Linked DNA regions of Lactuca sativa: region 1 is linked to region 2. The links are chromatin contacts, called in public Hi-C maps. All regions are on one chromosome and are shown on one strand. Each heading gives the region's core, a stretch centred on a gene start, on an enhancer-like site or on the middle of the called end of the contact. The rest is flanking DNA. Distances are from core to core; before and after follow the strand shown. Region 1 holds the start of LOC111919475. Region 2 holds the start of LOC111919474 (serine carboxypeptidase-like 25).

Region 1 (2,700 bases), core at 23-2,522, 200 kb after region 2:
AGAACATATCTTGAATATGACGAAAATCGACATGATCCCTTATGATATAAATAACAAATTTTTGAGAGAAAGTGTGTGTTTCATTAGTCTTCAATTTCTGTATGATTCCATGTATTTATAGTCTTCCAATGGTGGTTGTAAACCACCAACTGAAACTACCTGCTAAATAGGCCCGGTTTTAGGAGGGAGGGGGGGGGGGGGGGGGGGGGGGGGGAAGAGGGGCGGTCGCACAGGGCCACGAAAAAAATAGGATCTGAGTTTTAATTAAATTATATATTTAATAACTAAATATATATGAAATTTTCAAAGTTTTGCATAAAGTTTGTGTAGGGTATCTGGTATAAGTGTGTAATTTAGTTTGAAGCAACGTAGGTTTGATTCATGTCATCACATTTTGAAGTTTTAAATTCAATTTACAATTTTGGCCATTAGTTTTTGTTTTATATTTCATAATCAATCCTCCTTTCAGTAGCTTTAACAAATCAATTTTTTAAAAGTTACATAATTGGCCCTTGAACTTTTTTATAAAGTTTCATATGTTTCTTTTTAGTTAATTTATTTACTTTTAAGTTTTCACCGTCTTAAGTTTGTTTTCTTTATATATTAATTTAGGGTCTTATTTTTCTTCTTAGCACAGGGTTCTTAAAATCTGGGAGTCGGCCATGCTGCTAAAAACTGTCAAGCAGTTAAGTCTCTAATTAATAAAATTTTACTAAATAAAAAATTAGTTAATTAAAATTAATTTCGGATTTATAAAAATAAAAATATAAATTAATTATCCAAGAAGAGCTCAAAGTCTATGTTTGACCATTAATATATAATAAATTCAAGCCTTCTACTAGCCCAATTTAACGAGTCCAACGCCATAATTCAAACCCAAGATGCCTAACTCATTACTTGATACAAGGTTGAATTGTGTTTTTTGGAATTAAAGGTTTCTTTTTTTATTTTTATTGTTGAAATAATTATTTTGAGTAAATAACATAATCCGTGTGGATCAAGTGCTAAAAGACTAATTTAATATTTATTTTCAAAAATTAAGTCACATAGTTTCTACTTTATTAAGAATTAAAAAGTTTCATCTGACGTTCAATTAACTTTGAATTTTTTGAATTTTGAATAAAAAATAATTGATTCCGTAGCATATTCACCCCTAATCATATTCCTAATTTAGATAACTTTATTACCTAATCATATCCCTTTCAATTGGTTTTGTCTTTTTGCTATATCTTTAAATTTTGTCCTTTGTTACAAAAAAGATAAAAAGAATCAAATAATTTTGATGAAATGGATTGAGATACAAAAATTTGAAGTCCACCGGAAAATATATCTTATTTTCAAAAGGTAAGACAAAACCACCACCGCCACCGTGGCCCACAAAATTGGATGGTTCTCTCTACCATCTCCCACCATCCTATTACCACCCACTTTCTTGCCTTCTTCTCCCTCAAAACACACACACATACACATACATACACACCATTTTTATCACATTTCTCTCTGAAAAAAAATAAAATAAATAAAAACTACGATCAATGGATCAAACATCCCCCAAATCTCCATCGCCACCACAAACACGGCCGTTGTTCAGGCCACCAGTTCCGACGGCAGTTACTCCTACTCCTCTTATTATACCGAAGGTTTTCAAATACCCAGAAATGTAATCAGTTTTTTTTTCTGATTATTTTACAAAAATGATTGTTAGAATTTATGGGTATGTATTATTTTATAGGTATACGAGTCCTACTGATTTGATCATGTCCCCTGTTTCAAAGGTCATACTTGCAAGAACCACGTCCAAGAAGTCATCTCTCCCGTTACTAAATTCGTCTACTACAAATAAAGAACAACACAAGGTACGATATTATCATGCGTACTCAATTACTCATCATCTTTGTAGATTTTATGGTCATATTAACTTCGTCAAAGTTAAACAAGCTAAACCCTAATAATATGTATTTTTTGTACACGGTTTTTTTTTCGTCAAAGTTACACAAGGTACAATATTTTCATGTACACGGTTTTTTTTTTCGTTGTGTTTTTTCTTTTAAAATTGATAGTCCAATATCCATCTGCGAAAAATGGTTAAGTGGATGATGGTGTTTCATTTGATATTTTTGGCCCAATAGAATTCAACCCTAAACCCAAATAATATGTATTTTTTGAAAGGGTAGTTTTTGAACAAATTATATATATATATATATATATATATATATATATATATATATATATATATATATATATATATATATATATATATATATATATATATATATATATATATATATATATAATGGTACATAATAAACAGTTAAATTCACGTCACTAACCATCAATAGCCATGTGACATGTTAGTTGCTAGTGACCTATTGTAACTGGTAATACAAGTTTTGAATAAATGTAAAGTATGTAATCATAGGTATATAAAAATTATAATTGGTTGGTAATACATATATAAAAAAAATATATAATAGTATTTTTTATAATTTTAATACTTTGTTATCCTATTAAGTTTTTTTTATTATTATTATGATGGGCACCTCTTGTAGATGGAAGCTTCTATGTTTGGAGAGAGGGATGCTCTTGGAATTTGAAAATTTTATGTAATGTTTTTTATTTAAATTGTAATCAAATTTTATTATCATAATTGTGGTTGTAAATTAATAACTATATCTATTGAAAATCAAATTTAATCAAATA
Region 2 (2,700 bases), core at 67-2,566:
TGTTCGTTTTAAACCTGAAAATTATCAATCATGTTAAAATTTTATCAAAAAGACTTGAAATGGTATTTCTACCGACCATAAGGACCATTTGTGTAACTTTGTATAACATAAAAGTTATAATCCTATGCAAAATACCCTTATTCAAACGGTCAAATTCCCTAGATTAACTTATAGTAAAAAAGTGATGTTCTGATTTTTGCTTCTGATGTCATAACTTTGTTTGGAAATAAAAACAGGGCTGAATTCTATTCTCAGAATTTTCGGGTACCCAAACAGAGTAATAATTTCTAACCCTAAAAGGATTACAACAAATAGTTTTTTTTTCAAGATTTCACGTTTTTTCAAGAAAATATATTTATTACATCTACCCACTAATTAATATGGTAGCTAGATGCAACCATATTTCAATCTTTCTTTTGCATACCATTCAATTAAATTATTAAAAAATTAAAAAAAAAAGCCATATAAACAATTCAGATTATGATCACATATATATTTAGTAAAATTCAGTAATATAAAAAGATCTTTAGATATATAATCAGTATTATTATATAAAAATTCATCGTATTTAAATTTAAATGTACCTCTATGCATATTATTAATGAAAAGTATTTTTTTAAGTAAAACCCATTTAAAGAATTTTCAGATTAAGATATATATGTTTAGTAAAATACAAAGAAAGATTTATTAGTTAAAAAAAATCCCGCAAACAAGCAATGTAACAGTACCACATTCACTTTTTCATAATTAAATTAATATAAAGAAGCAAAAAAGTATCCATATATGTATATGTAATATGTATGTATAAGTGTGTTTTTCATAATTAAGTTAATATAAAGAAGTACAAAAGTATACATATATACATGTACATGTATATATGTTTGTTTGTGTGTGTGTGCGTGTGTGTTTATGTGTATGTGTGTGCGCTAAGGTGCTAACCTCCGTTGAGCCATATGACTAGGGGTTTAGAGAGAGGGTGGTCGGCGGCTTCAGTAAGCCAGTAAAAGAGGGCTCTTCCGGCGACTTTGTTGACGGTGACGTAGCCAGAAAACTGATGAAAAGAGACGTTGGGTTGGCCGGGAAGGGCTATGATCCGGTCAGCTTCTTCTTCTTCATGAAGATGGTGGTTGTTGTGAAGGGTATTTTTGTCACTTGTGGTGAGTTGAAAAGCAAGAAACAAGAAAGGGAGTATACAAAATGAGGGAGAATTACGTAATTTCGCCATGGATTTTTGGTAGCAAGGAGCTTGGTTTCTACAGAGAAGAAGCCAGAATGAGTGGGGGGTTGGGGGTGGGGGTAGGGGTAAGGGTAAGGGTGGGGGTGGGGTGCTCTCTTTCTGATGAGATTGTATTAAATAGGGAGGGAGGGAAGGGGAAGGTTGGGTTAATGGCATTTGGATGGGAAGGAATACATACCGATATTGTTTATGTTGAACATGTCTATATTGTTAATAGCATAATATAATTATTTGAATAAATCGATTTAAAAGATTGTATAACATGTTTCTATATCTTTGAAACTCAATTGATGCATAGCCCATCTTGGTAATGAGTTGTATCCAAATTGAAAGTATCGATGTTCGATGCTTGCTAGTACTTTTGGAAGTTTTTCCTATGAAATGTAGAAATTTTATTAATCTTACTTGACGTTAGAAAGAAAAAAAAACATATTATAAAGAAGCAATAGGAATGTGTGTGTATATATATATATATATATATATATATATATATATATATATATATATATATATATATATATATATATATATATATATATATATATATATATATATATATATATATATATATATATATATATATATATATATATATATATTAAAAAACAAACCTTATGATATCATCTTCAACAATCAAGGTCATTTATTGTGTTTTCTTGACTAATTTCAACCTTTGGATTATTTTGATGATGTCCTCTTATAATAAAATTAAATTAATATTGACTAAATTAAAAAAAATTTAACTAATTGATTTAATGTTAACATCATTTATAAAATGAATATATTCAACTAATTTAAACATCATCATAATTTTTGAAAGTAATTTCGTTCCTTCCTAACTAAAATCACGATCTTAGCTGGCACTTTTCATATATGGCATTTGAAGGATCTTAACAGGCATGAAGGCATTGTGGCTCCTAGTAGTTGGATTGACTTTTTGAGACACTTTTTTCTCGGATTTCTCAAGGAATCTAGAGGCCTGCCTAGACCTAGTATCTTTCTTAAGGGCATTCCTAGCTTCAGTCTTTGGATGAACAATTTCTTTCTTGTTCAACCAGGGTTTCTTTTGAGAGTCAGATGATGACTTGGAAGTTTGTCTAGTTGTTGGATTGTTAAAACTTGGATTAATTGGCACTAGAGTCGATTCGGTATCACATCAGCGTTAGAGATACAAGAGTCAGATGAATCGTCACATAATTTCTTCATCTACATCGCTATCAAATGACGCCTAAACAAAGTTGGATTTGTCATATTCATGTCCATTTGTCTTGGGAATAATTTCCTTAATGACACAATTGTTCGGTGGACAAAAGTTCAGAAACAAAATTCTAGTACAACCGGTGTATGGGGAAGATTCCGGAGACTAATTCAGGTCTAGGGATATTAGAGGTGGAAGACGCGTGGAATCGGGACATGTAATAGTGATAGGTTTGAACTCATAAATTAGATATTGAAACTTGTCT

The links. A called contact is a pair of places that touch in the nucleus more often than the background predicts.
Region 1: a Hi-C map of leaf shows a contact between it and region 2, with 7 times the contacts expected there. The contact joins the promoter of LOC111919475 here to the promoter of LOC111919474 in region 2. A contact is called at or near these places in 3 of 4 Hi-C or Micro-C datasets (leaf and seed).

The regions. Positions count from the first base shown.
Region 1 is chr4:378,970,264-378,972,963 of Lsat_Salinas_v11, forward strand. It overlaps LOC111919475, which reads left to right and starts at 1,273. Exons shown (of 3, transcript XM_023915023.3): 1 at 1,273-1,640; 2 at 1,733-1,856; 3 at 2,550-2,700. The coding sequence starts at 1,387. The coding sequence ends at 2,594.
Region 2 is chr4:378,774,021-378,776,720 of Lsat_Salinas_v11, forward strand. LOC111919474 (serine carboxypeptidase-like 25) reads right to left here and starts at 1,317. Exons shown (of 8, transcript XM_023915022.3): 1 at 940-1,317. The coding sequence starts at 1,225.